Regions from separate parts of the Gossypium hirsutum genome. Here region 1 is linked to region 2. Evidence: chromatin contacts called from public Hi-C data. All regions are on one chromosome and are shown on one strand. The core of a region is the stretch at or near the end of the contact, and the rest is flanking DNA. Distances in the headings are between cores, read along the strand shown. Region 1 holds the start of LOC107926498 (succinate dehydrogenase [ubiquinone] iron-sulfur subunit 2, mitochondrial). Region 2 holds the start of LOC107926526 (golgin candidate 6).

Region 1 (6,809 bases), core at 1,550-4,049, 140 kb after region 2:
GTCTTGGCCGTGTGTCCCCTGTTTTTTAAAAATTTCAAAACAGAATGCTTAGAATTTCTCACACGGCCTGGCACACGGGTGTGTGACTTGGCCGTGTGACCCAAGTCAGAGAGTTACACGGGTACTAACACGGGCTGGGACACGGCTGTGTGCCCTATTTCAAATGCCTTCACGGCTTGTAACACGGGCGTGTCTATTGGCCATGTGAGCCACACGGCCTGACCAGACGAGCGTGTGCACCCTTCACCTAGGAAAAATTTTAAAATTTCGCGAAAAATTCTCTGAGTACCCGGTTTAGTCTCGACTTGTTTCTAATGTATGTTTTGGGCTCCGATGGCTCATATAAGGGACTTTATGAATAATATCTTATATGAATGTTAAATAATATGAAATTTCTGTATTTGATTTGTTTATTCCGGTAATGCTCCATAGCCTTGTTCCGGTGACGGATACAGGTTAGGGGTGTTACACGATTTAATTTTAATTTGTTTTGATTTAGTCCTTCGTATGCTGACCCCTTGGGGAATGACGCGTGTCCTGGAGTTTTGGGATAATTTCTCATTTAGTCCCTATTTCTTTTCGCGCATTTCATTTGGTCCTTTATTCCATTTTATGAGTTTATTTTTTATTATTTACAATGTATACCCCTAATTTCATTTAAATTTCAATTTAATCCTTTGCTTATTTAACTTCAACCTTTTTGCAAACTGTTTCTATTATTATTTATTTATTTACTTACTTACTTATTTTTTATATATATACTTAAAAATTAGATTGTATACATTCTTTTATTTGTGCTTTTTTTCAATTTATTATTATTTTCCTTTTTTGTTCTTGTTATTTTATTATTTCTTTTATTATTTTTGGCACTTTCATGTCATGTCTATTTATCTTTTTAATCATACATGTTCCATTTTTATTTTATTTTAAGTTACCTTATCTATTTTATTATTATGATATGATTAATAATAATAATATTATTACATTATTGTTATTATAATATTCCCTTATTTATCTATTATTTATCATTCTAATATTCTACCCATATAGCCATTTTATATTATTTCATTATCACTATATCATACATTGTGTTTAAATATATTTGCCCGTTTCATACTATGCCCGAATAAACTAAATATTCATCATTTTAAGTGTTACATTAATTTTTATTCGATGCATAAAAAGGGGAATTTCAAAACTAATGCAACATTCTTATTTAGAAATTCGAGAAATCATACCCTAACTTACGGGGTTTGATTTTCTCTTTGAACCTAAATAACTGAACATCCTTTTAAAACTAAAAACACATGATATTTAAACAATAATTAAATAAGGAGCAATTTTATTTTCGAGAATTCGGGATGTCGTGTCCTAACTTACGGGACACGACCTTTTCATTTTGGTTATCTCGAAATAAAAAGGTTTCTTATATAAGTTTTGGCTTAACTAAGTGATTTAATTAAAAAATCATGCAAAGAGGGATCCTATTTAAATTTTTGAATTTTCAACACTAAGACACCAAGTAATCATTTTGGTACCAACTTTGGGCGTTATGAGGGTGCTAATTCTTCCTCATACGTAACTGACTCCCGAACCGTTTTTTTCAGATTTTTGTATACCAAAAATAATTTAAAAATTTTAGTAATGTATTAAAACTTTGAGGTGATCCGATGACACCTAAATAAAAGGGATTGGTGGTGACTCCATTTAGCTCTTTTTAAAAATAAAAGTCGATTTCAAAAAAGATTTCGACAAACGACACTTCGAATTCGAAGACTTCTCCAAAGGAGTTGACCCCTCTTAACAATATTTAATATTTTTATTTACATTACTTGAACATATAAATAAACATACTTATAAATATTATTAATTGTAATGAATTGCATATAGTAAGACAATTTTACATAAATTTAATTTAATGTCCAAAAAACATTTTGTTTGCTCATTATAATTTATTTTATTGGCATCATTATTTTTTATCCAAAAATAAATCTCACCATTGATTTTAATCTTATTGCTACGATCACTAATCTCACCGCTACAATAATTGATCTCATTGATATAGTTGTCTTTAATCTCACTAGAACCAATTTCACTATCCAAACCCAGAATTTTGAAGAAGTCGAATTCAAAATCATCCAAACCCAAAAACCAAAATTTTGGAGTGTTTTTATGTTTAGGATTAATGCATTATTTGGATCTTGAACTTAGTAAATATTTTCATAGAACCCCTTTTTTTTCAAGTTTTCCCTTGAACTAGATAATTGTTCCTACATTGGGGATTAAACTGTTTTTATCCAAACTCGGATCTATGCAGAAACAATTGTCTAGTTCAATAATTAACTTAGGCAAAAAAAATTTAGACCCAATATAAAAACAATTGGCAAATTCAAATACTAACTTGGATCAAAAAGTAATTTAAATCTTAATACAAGAACAATTGTTAAATTCAAGCCTCAAATAGTCCATTAAGTTTATTACAATCTTTGGGCCCAAAACTTCAGCCCAAACTCTCATCATCATCAAATGTAATATCTTTTTTTCCCTTTGTTTTACCCAAAAAAACCCAAAATCTTAAGCCCAAATATCTCATAGTTTCCAAAAACATTATTATCCAATAATAATCGGCCGCGTGTATAAATATGATTTGCCGCCATGCTAAGCACACGCCCTAGAAAATAATAGAAAGAAATGTATGCTCCACGACAAATCCACGTGAACCCCTAACCTACGGCCCACATTCATCCACGTCACCAAACCGACTTTAAAAAGTCTATCCAATCCACGGCACTTTTCCCATAATTTATTTATTCATTATTCAACTGCCTGCCACTGCACTTTTCCTTTTCCCGAAACAATGGCGACCAATTTGATCCGTGGAGCGATGAACATGACGTCACGTTTGCGGTCATCGACAGTGGCTCCAGCGTCGCGGCTGGTGTTGGACCGTCCTTACGCCACCGAAACGGAAGCTCAAAAGGTGGAACCGAAAGCCTCCTCCGGCAGCGGCGGCACCAGCATGAAAACCTTCCAAATCTATCGATGGAACCCAGATAATCCTACGAAACCCCAACTTCAAGACTTCAAAATCGACTTAAAAGAATGCGGACCCATGGTGCTTGATGCCTTGATCAAGATCAAGAACGAGATGGATCCATCGCTCACCTTCCGTCGTTCCTGCCGTGAAGGGATTTGTGGCTCTTGTGCAATGAACATCAACGGTTGTAACGGGTTAGCATGTCTTACCAAGATCGAATCTGGACCGTCGGAAACGACGATCACGCCGTTGCCGCATATGTTTGTGATAAAAGATTTGGTGGTTGATATGACTAATTTTTATAATCAATATAAGAGCATTGAGCCTTGGTTGAAGAGGAAGAATCCGCCACCGACGGCGGGGAAAGAGATTCCGCAATCTAAAAAGGACAGAGCCAAGTTAGATGGGATGTATGAGTGTATCTTGTGTGCTTGTTGCAGTACCAGCTGTCCTAGTTATTGGTGGAATCCTGAATCTTATTTGGGTCCTGCTGCTTTGCTTCACGCTAACAGGTAATCAAAATAATGAATTTTTTGGGTTTCCTTTGTTAATTTTATATCAACGATGGTTCTTGTGTTTGGGTTTTGGTATTTATTTGATTGGTTGTTAGGAAAAAAACTAAAAAAGCTAGCTTTATCTTCAGTCATTAACAGAAAGGGAAGTTATGTTAATGGCGGTTTTGGGATTTATTTGGTTGATAACTGAAAAAGAAGGGGAAATGTAAAAGCTTTTGACGGTGATTATTTCAATTCCTATTCTAATTAATCATTTTGAAATTAGGGTTTTATGATTGATTCTTTGAAGTTTAGCTTTATATTAATTATTTGAATTTTGAGAGTTAAATTTTAGTACTTTATTGGGAAGTTCTGATTTTGTTCATTGTCAGTTTTGTATAGAGCAAATCTTAGGCCATAAATGTAGTTTTGATTTGTTAGATCAGCATTGCAAGTGTTTTTTGTTTATTCATCTTGTCACTTCTGTTTGAAGTTTTTGCTAAGTCCACTACTAGGTTGAGATTAGTGTTGTACTCAATACTCGCTTAGTATGCTGTCTTTTTAGGTTAGAGTACCATGGAGGTCCCTATTTTAGTTGTTAGATTGCATTTTGCTTCCCAGACTAAAAACATAAGCAAATTAGTTCCTATGCATTAGATCAGAGAGCCAATTGGTCATTGGTGTTAAAAATTTCATCTATTTATATTGTTAAAAACTGGCGTGGTTGATGAAATGACCGGAGAATGACATGTGCTGTGTTGCTGAAGTATAAAGACCAATTTTTAATATTAGAAATGGATGGAATTTCTAACAATAGAAGGACCAGTTTGCTCAGAGACTAATTTGCTCTCTTTTTTAGTATAGGGGCCAAAATGCAATCCCGACTTCTCATACAAGGTCTTCTATAGTACTTATACTGTCTATGCTACTGTACTCGAGAGGGTATTTTTGGATACTAAAGAGAGAATGAAGGGTTCGGATAACAGAGAAGCTTTACATATGTCCATAAAATCCAATATTCTTAAAAGAGTAAAATGTTTCCTGAATTTTTGTTGTAGATATGCAAAAGCTAATGGTTAAACCTTTAGTATTGGAAAGGTTCAATTATTGATGCTTGGTTATCTTGTTTATTCAATAAATTCTTGTAGCTTTTATAAATTCTATAATCAAGTTTGGTTTTAGGTCTTGATGGATATTGATTACAATCACCTAGGTTTTACTAACTAGTGTTTTTGCTTATTAATTTTAATGCTTTCCCCACTTAATTATGTCTAGTTCTTATATGATATATTGTTTTTTCTCTGAGAATGTGAAAGATAATTGATTACCTTTTGAGTTTATGAAGAGCTTCTTAACCATATACTCTCTCATATGCAGATGGATAAGCGATAGCCGTGACGAATACACAAAAGAGAGATTGGATGCCATAAATGACGAGTTTAAGTTGTATCGTTGCCATACTATATTGAATTGTGCTCGTGCTTGCCCGAAGGGTCTGAACCCAGGAAAACAGATCACAAACATCAAGCACCTTCAGCTGACTGGTGGTGCTTAAAGTTTCAAACTTCACAATAAATTGTTGTCTATTTAAAACCAGTTAATCTGGATCCTTGAACAATTTGTTTCAAGTTAAGGATGCCAATAATTGTATTCTGTATGTAGACTTTATTTTCATTTGATATAATGCCAAATTTGATAATTTTATAGCTGGTTTCAATGTGTTACTTCTATGAATATGTTCTGTTTGTTTTAACAGTAAGGTTTTTGAAGAATCATATCTCATATCAACATTCGAATACGTTCGAAGGAACAAGTTTTGACAATATGTAACTAAATAGTACTCTACTAATATGAATTTGCTAAGCTTTAGGAGTAGTTTCTTTTGTTGTACAGCCTCTCCATTTCATCCAATTCCAGGCATTGAGTAGTATTGTGGGATTCATACAATGGACATGCCAAATTCTACAATTTAGTCAAACCTTATGCTGGATATTTGGAGATGTGTTCTCATGAGCAGACATTGCAATTCGTGAAGCAAGAGAACGAGCTGAAGTTCGGTTTTTCTTTTCTGAGACATGCATGAAGCAACTGTTCTTAATCGAAGACTTCCGATGGGGAGGAACAGAGCTTTTGCTTTCAACAATGCTTGTTTTGCAGGGAGTAGATTTTCTTCCTATGCCAGGTGATTCAGGTTTTGTCAATGGAACCTACGATAGAAACAATTTAGCTTATGTATGAATAATATAGAATCCATGTTTGAACAAAATGAGATAACTAGCTTGTTTACCTTTTGAATCTGATCTTTAGGTGTTCTTTCTTTATAAAAATCCGGCAATGGTCTTGCCTTGAAGCAAAAGCTTTGTCGTAGTTTCTTGAATTCAGTCCCTGCTTTTTCCTGCAACAATACCTATTTAGCTCAGATATGCTCTACTTGAAGATATCATTTGATCCTATACAAATAAAAAGTAACCTTGAGTGTTGTTTGCTGTTGTACTTTTTGCTCCTGAATAACATTGAATTTCTCTTCAAGCCTCTGAAAAGAAAACGATGGAGAAAATGTGTAACTTAATGAATTAATTCATTGAAGAACATCATATTCATCACACAGATAAAAGTACCACAAAACCCCCTGTACTATAACACTGGCTTACATTTTAGCCCTTCTACTGAAATAATAGGCAAATTAGCCCTTGTATGTTAGATGAGTGAGCAAACCAACCCCTCTATCAAAATTTGGTGTTTATATGTAAGGTATAATAACAATTTTAGCTCTCAACCTTCATGCATTTATTCAATTTGACCCCTACTCCTTTATCAATTCGGTATTGTTATTTTTTCACAAAAATTTTATAATTTATTTTTTATAAATTTTGTTTATAATTTTTCTGTTTTTTCACTAATTTTTAAATTTTAAAAGGGCTTAATTGATTTTTTTTAAATTTGTTACTAAGGCTTTTTTTGACCCTTTAGCCTTGTTAGTTTCAAAAAAGTCTTACTTCCAATAAAAGAGTAGGGGTCAAATTGAATAAATAAATAAAGGTTGAGGACTAAATTTGTTATTATACCTTATATATAAACACCAATGCAAACAGTTAATGGTGCAATTTTAACAAATAGGCTATTTCGCTCATTCATGCCCATTTTTCCAGTAGAGAAGCTAAAATGCAATCCAGGATATAGTACAGGGGGATTTTGTGGTAGTTTCACCCCATCATACACGACACAGTAAATGTAAAACAAATAGTTTATGTTTGAGAGCCTTGCCTGTTTTCTTCTAG
Region 2 (7,135 bases), core at 2,954-5,453:
GAAAAAGGGATTCTTTTTATTTGATCAATAAATGGTAGTTCTTTAGTTATTATTATTGTTATTTTAACAATGGGATCTGGAAATGGGTTTTATTCAACTCAAGAGTTCAATTTAGATTCTAAATGGTTAATTGATCCTCAACAGCTTCTTGTTGGTCCTAAAATTGGTGAAGGTGCTCATGCTAAAGTATATGAAGGAAAGTAAGTAAAATTTTTTTCTCTTTGATTCCAGCTTTTGATCATTTAATACTTGTTATTACATTACAGTTAACTTATGTTTTGTTGTTTTTCTAGATACAAGAATCAAAATGTTGCTATTAAGGTTGTTAGAAGAGGGGAAACCCCTGAAGAAATTGCAAGAAGAGAAGGAAGGTTTGCAAGGGAAGTTGCAATGTTATCCAAAGTTCAACACAAAAATCTTGTCAAGGTTCAAATCCTGTGGCTGAATTTTATGTTTGTTAGGTTTATAGTTAATACCTTATCGATCGATATCCGCAAATCCGCAATGTTTTATGTCATACTTAAGCCGAAATAGGTTGATATTATCTATGAATATCTGCGAAATCGGAAAGTTTTAGGTCATATTAAGCGGCAATAGGCGTCTGTCTTAGCATATTGTGTGCAGGTTTGTTGGATCATTATATTTGTTGGTTTCCGTCGATTGATATCCTGGAATCCACATAGTTTTATGTCATACTTAAGCCGAAATAGGTTGATATTGTCTATGAATATCTGCAAAATCGGAAAGTTTTAGGTCATATTAAGTGGAAATAGGCGTCTGTCTTAGCATTTGGTGTGCCGGTTTGTTGGATCATTATATGTGTTGGTTTCCGTTTATAATCAATACATTGTCGACTGATATCCGCAAATCCACATAGTTTTATGTCATACTTAAGCCGAAATAGGTTGATATTGTCTATGAATATCTGCCAAATCGATAAGTTTTAGGACATGTTAAGCTGCAATAGGCTTCTGTCTTAGCATATGGTGTGAAGGTTTGTTGGATCATTATATATGTTGTTTCGGTTTATTGTCGATGAATATCTGCGAATCTGAAAGTTTGAGGTTTTGTTAAGCGGAAATAGGCTTGTATCTTAGTGGAGTTTTTGTTTATTTTTCCAGTTTATTGGAGCTTGTAAGGAGCCTGTTATGGTGATTGTAACTGAGCTTCTACTAGGTGGGACATTGCGTAAATACCTTCTGAATATGCGGCCTAAATGCTTGGACATGTGTGTGGCGATCGGATTTGCGCTCGATATTGCTCGTGCAATGGAATGCTTACATTCCCATGGGATCATTCACCGGGACCTGAAACCTGGTATGACTATAACTTTTTTCTAACAGTGCTTATATGTCTGCACTAGTTGCTTGCTTTGAAATATTAGTGTACTAGGAAATGGATTGCATTTTGTCCCCTTTTCTCAAAAAAGGGAAAAATAGTCCTTGTACTTTAGATTAAATAGCAAACTGGTCCTTCTGGTAATATTTCATCCATTCTTACTGTTAAAAACTGCCCCCTGTACCTCATGCTGAGGTACACATGGCATGCCGCATGTCACTATCTGGTTATTCCATCAGCTACGTCAGTTTTTAACAGTTCAAATAAATGAAATTTGTAATAGAAAGGACCAAATTACTTTTTGATCTAACGTGCTGGGAACAATTTGCCCATTTTTAGGTAGAAGTGACAAAATGCAATATGACTCCTGGTACAAAGGCCTCCTATGGTTCTTTTACCAAAAATTTGGTTGCTTCTATGTATTTGCTACTTGATGGATCATTAGTTTCATACCGTATAGCATATCTCGTGGAAACTCTTGACTAACAGAGAAGAATCGATTTTATAATGATTTTTCATCCTTACCTAATGAAAATTTCCCTTTTTAAACTGGCCAAAAAATACGAATACTGTAATTTAGGAGGACAAGCTGAGTCCATGAGATATTGTGTTGTCGACTTTAATACGCTTGCGTGATCCCAATAAATTCTGTCCTATTGTAGAGAACCTGATATTGACCGAAGACCATAAAACAGTTAAACTCGCGGATTTCGGTTTAGCCAGGGAAGAGTCATTAACCGAAATGATGACTGCTGAAACCGGGACGTATCGTTGGATGGCTCCAGAGGTAAACTTAAAACTGATGTTTCTTTCTGTATGAACTTTGGGTTTTCTTTTACATTTGTGATGCTTAACCTTTACATACGGAACAGCTTTATAGCACGGTCACGCTAAGGCAGGGAGAGAAAAAGCATTACAATCATAAAGTAGACGCGTACAGCTTTGCTATCGTGTTATGGGAACTCATCCATAACAAGTTACCATTCGAGGGCATGTCGAATTTACAAGCCGCATATGCAGCCGCTTTTAAGGTAAAATGAATAACACATAGCCTTGTTTTTGTACCGATAAACTAAGATGGGGATGGTTTCTCGAGTTTTAACTTTGTTATTTTCAGAATGTTCGGCCTAGTGCTGAAGACCTTCCGGAAGATTTAGCAGCGATCGTGACTTCATGTTGGCAAGAGGATCCGAATGCTCGACCCAATTTCACTCAAATCATACAAATGCTATTACACTATCTCTCGACGGTTTCACCACCTGAGCTGGTAATGATGCCTCCGAAAAGAACAACATCCGAGAACGTTGTGTTCCCGCCGGAATCCCCGGGAACAAGCTCGTTGATGGCTGCTAGAGATGATGTAGTGGAAACCCCGAAAACCGTGGACGGAGAGGATAGGCGAAAAGGTTTCTTCTTCTGCTTTAACCAGTGTTATTGATCCCCTTTGAAGACACAATTTTGTATTTCAAAGGGTATTATTATCACAAAATTAAAATTTTAGGGAAGTTAAATAAAGTAAAATTAGCATAAATTGCTTAGATATTAGAAAGAAAAAGTGAAAAAATAATTGTTAAAATTAATCAGATTAATTTAGTTCATAATTGTTAAATTTGCACATTACTTTTAAATTAATGGATCAAAGAACTTTTGGTGGTAGGGGTTGCTTCCATTTTTCATTTTGTTTTAAATATTATTATTTCATAAAGAAAATATCAGTTAATCTATTTTTACTATTAAAAACTGGTCTTTATATATTAATACGACCACTTATTGTTCTGTTAATTACGTCAGATTTTAATAATACAAATGAATGAAGTTTTTAATAAAAATGAAAAAGAATTATTAAGAAAGCAATTACTTTTTCTAATATAATAGAACCCAAATTGAGAATTTTGATCAATTAAAATATATTATATATTTATTTTTACTTTAATTTATAGTTTTTATATTTCACAAAAATTGAGAATTTAAACTAATCATCGATAAACACATAATTTTTTTAATTAATTTTGCCAACTATTGTTTTTAAATTGGCTTAATATAACATTTGGTACTTAAACTTGATTTTGTTTTCTTAATTTGGTACTTAATTTTTTATGGGTCCAATTTGGTACCTAAATTTGACATTTTCCCCCTAATTTGATACCTAAACTTTACACTTTTTATTAAGTTGGTACTTAAATCTTTTTTGGGGTCCAATTTGGTACCTAAATTTAAATCTTTCTCCTAATTTGGTACCTAATCTTTTTTTGTTTGATTTTGTACTTGAACTTGTCAAACGTTTTACAAATTACTCTAATATACTAACAATGTTATTTTTTTATGAGGTAGTAAAAATAATCAATGTATGACTGACATGTGGTAGATGATATGATTTTTTTTGTATTTTACATGTTCAATTACTTTTAATTCTATTTGTTTAATTAATTATTTAATTAATTGAAAATAATTAATTTCTTTTAATTTGAGTTTTTAAAACTCTTTTTCTTATTTAATATTAATTTGTTAAGAATAGCTCCATACTTATTTTTTACATAAATTTCCTTAACACTAATAGTATTTTTGTAGCGTAATAAAAAAAAACATTGTTAGTGTTTTGCTTAGTTTGTATAACATTTAATAAATCTGGTACCAAACTAGAAAAAAGTGTCAAGTTCAGGTACCAAATTGAGCTAAAAATGTTTAGGTACCAAATTAAAAAAAAGTGCAAAGTTACAATACCAAATGTTATATTAAGCATTAATTATATAAAACGATAAAGTTTAACAATATTACTCGATTTCAACTTTTATGAAAAGACTTTGGTGGGCCCAAAAGACCAGTAATACGGCACCGTCTTATTCTATTATATTTGTATTTTTTTCCTTCGCTCAAAGCCTTCCCTTTTTGATAATCGGAACATCACTTGACAAAACGACGATCAAGGTCCACATGAAACGCAGATCCGATTTCATTCTCTTTTTTCACTATACTTGGATCATCTCCAGTTTTTGAACAGTATGTGTCTATTTGTTCAGTAAGGTTAGCAATTCCATTTTTGCAGGCTTTCCCGTACGCATGGGTGTCTTATAGGATGAACGTGATGATGTTGAAATGGTTTGTGATGCAATGTTTATTCTATTTGTTCCTCTTGTTGTTTCTTGTATACTGTTTCTCACTAGTGCTTGTGCTACCTCTGGAGAACTTTGATTCAGCAGTTTGCTGTCAATCAAGAATATTTTCGTGGCTTTTTTGGAAAACTATATTCAAATGGTCTTCAAGGAGGAATTTGTAGTTCTCAGATGTATTAGATTTATTAGTGAAGGATTAAAGGGTTCAGTGATTAGCCTGAGAGTGGGATGATCTAGCTCTATGATCTGTGTTTATGCTTCTAACTTGTTATTTCCGGGTTACCTCCCTAGTCCCTATTCACGACCAAAGAAGTTTCTGGTGATTGTTCTTGGCAAATAATATTGCAGTTTTGTTTTCTTCATAAACCAAATATTCTTGTTTACCTTTATCCCACAATGTAACCTTTTTGATCCAGAATTTCCTGAAAATGGAAAAAAGATTGATCACCATTCATTCCCTTCATGCAGGTTCGTTGGGGCCCTTGAAACTCTTGTTAGTGCTTTGACACCAATTGATCATGCAAAAGGGCCTACGAACGAGGTTCAGCCAGCTTTAATGAATACTGATTTACTTTCCCAAGAATCAGAGAGCATTGCTCTTCTACTAAGTTTGCTGGTTAGAGTTCTTTGTATCAGAGAGCTCCTTACTTGACTCGTGAGGCAGAGGTGAACTTTTGGTTTGTTTAATCTCCCTGTATTCAGCCGTTCAATATTTGATTGCTGCACCTGAACCTTGCTTAATATATTTGATTGTAGTCTTCGAAGGTGCATTTGAAAAGATTTTTGGTATTATTAAGGAGGAAGGAGGTTCTGAAGGGGGTGTTGTTGTGCAGGTGATTTATTTCATTTAATTTTTTCGAGTTAAGTGAATTTATACTGGCTGGTTTGCTGTTATACCACTCTTTTTTTTATTTTTTTTGGCAGCTTGTGTAGCTAATTCACGCATGCTGTGTATCCTAATTTGCTATGATATGTTGGAGCAATCTATAAATGAAAGAATGTGATGCTTATATTGTTCTTGAACAGGACTGTCTCAAGCTGGTGAACAATCTTCTTCATAGTAATGCATCAAATCGGGTTTACTCCATGTTTTATTTTCATCGTTACCAATCTCTTTTGTGAGGGTTTATCTGCTGCTGATTTTAAGTGGGTTTTAGGTAGTACTAAGGGAGACTGTGGGCTTTGACCCATTAATATCACTCTTGAAACTAAGAGGAAGTGCTTACAGTTTCAGTCAACAGAAGGTTAGATATTCAATTGTTTATAGCTTTATGTGGCTTCTGTTTTTTCTCCATGATGTCACAAGCTAACAGGTCATTTGCTGTTCTTCATGAAACAAACAACATGCCAGTAGACAACTAAAATAATCAGTGCATTGGAGACTGTTAATTTGTTGATGATGGGAGGTTCAGAAGCTGATCCTTAAAAAGACTTGAACAAGATCACCAGTAAAACGGTCCTAGTTCAGGTTCATTAGGAATCATTTCTGCTTCAATTAAATGCCTAAGAGCTATCTGTTTAACTGATAGATTATCTTGTTTCTGGTTTTCTTGATTGTAGAAAAAGTTGTTGGACCATCTGCTAGAAAATGTATTGATCCTATGGAGCCAGTTAAATCTTAAAGCTTTACTGTTGGCTTGGTCCATCGATGAAATTATTTAATTATGTTGTATGTATGGCAGCATGCTATTACATGGTCTTGCATTGAGTGAAAGCAACGGTGATCTTGAGGTAACGTAATGGTCTCATGTCTCCATTCCGCATCGTTAACTTAGTGAAAACGAACGATACAGAGATCATAAATTTGGACCATCTCATGATATTACCTGAAGCTTTTTTTATAAATATCGATATCCATCATGTATGGTATTAGATTTTCTTCATTCTTAATGGCGAATACTGCCTGAGAATTATCTAGCTCTGATATCTTAAAGTACAGACTTGTTGCGGGGCTGCTAGTGTTCTTACTTACATTCTCAAGGACAATTCTTGGTGCAAAGAAAGGGTATGCTGTGACATTTTGTTTCTCTTTTACACTTGCATATAGAGAAAACTGCTAACTACATGCCTCGATTTTTCTCTAATCTGATTTTGATGGAGATTGTGCAGGTCCTACAAATTGAACTTGAAGCCCCAACTCCATCCTTCGGGGCTCCAGAGCTACTATTGCACCGTATCGTTAGGTACTTGGCTGTTGCCTCTTCCGATAAAGATGGGAAGCCAGGTTTCTCGTATGTTCAACCAGTTATGTTGAAACTGCTCGTCACTTGGCTAGCAGATTGCCCAAGTGCAGTGCAATGCTTCTTAAATTCACGTCCCCACTTAACGTATTTGCTTGAGTTAGTTTCAAATACATCATCAACCGTGTGTGTTATGGGGTTGGCTGCATTTATCTTGGGAGAATGTGTGATTTACAATAAATCTAGTGAAAGCGGAAAGGATGCTATTACCGTAGCTGATGCCATAAGCCAGAAAATTGGTCTTGCATCATACTTTCTAAAGTTCGATAAGATGCAGAGAAGCTCCCTTTTCTCATCGGCAAAGTCAGCTGAGTCCCATAAACCGCTGACTAGATCCGCTGCTGCTAGTACGTTAGAGATTGAAGATGTTGCTGAGGATGATATCTATCTCCAACACTCGTGTTAATTAGTTTTCACCTGTCTCATCTTCTGCTTTCCATGTGCTTT

The links. Hi-C and Micro-C count contacts between places; a contact is called where the count stands out from the background.
Region 1: a Hi-C map of seedling shows a contact between it and region 2, with 1.9 times the contacts expected there. The contact joins the promoter of LOC107926498 here to the promoter of LOC107926526 in region 2. A contact is called at or near these places in 2 of 34 Hi-C or Micro-C datasets (hypocotyl and seedling).

The regions. Positions count from the first base shown.
Region 1 is chrD07:58,311,247-58,318,055 of Gossypium_hirsutum_v2.1, forward strand. It overlaps LOC107926498 (succinate dehydrogenase [ubiquinone] iron-sulfur subunit 2, mitochondrial), which reads left to right and starts at 2,800. Exons shown (of 2, transcript XM_016857361.2): 1 at 2,800-3,549; 2 at 4,909-5,237. The coding sequence starts at 2,858. The coding sequence ends at 5,086. It overlaps LOC107926497 (protein WVD2-like 7), which reads right to left. Exons shown (of 9, transcript XM_016857360.2): 6 at 6,796-6,809; 7 at 6,002-6,064; 8 at 5,819-5,926; 9 at 5,293-5,738. The coding sequence ends at 5,505.
Region 2 is chrD07:58,174,088-58,181,222 of Gossypium_hirsutum_v2.1, forward strand. It overlaps LOC107926526 (golgin candidate 6), which reads left to right and starts at 4,204. Exons shown (of 8, transcript XM_041098046.1): 1 at 4,204-4,335; 2 at 4,917-5,114; 3 at 5,205-5,281; 4 at 5,475-5,692; 5 at 5,800-5,916; 6 at 6,009-6,179; 7 at 6,388-6,453; 8 at 6,558-7,135. The coding sequence starts at 6,120. The coding sequence ends at 7,094. LOC107926574 (serine/threonine-protein kinase STY13) reads left to right here. Exons shown (of 6, transcript XM_016857464.2): 1 at 1-200; 2 at 294-426; 3 at 1,122-1,317; 4 at 2,001-2,125; 5 at 2,211-2,369; 6 at 2,456-2,994. The coding sequence starts at 70. The coding sequence ends at 2,776.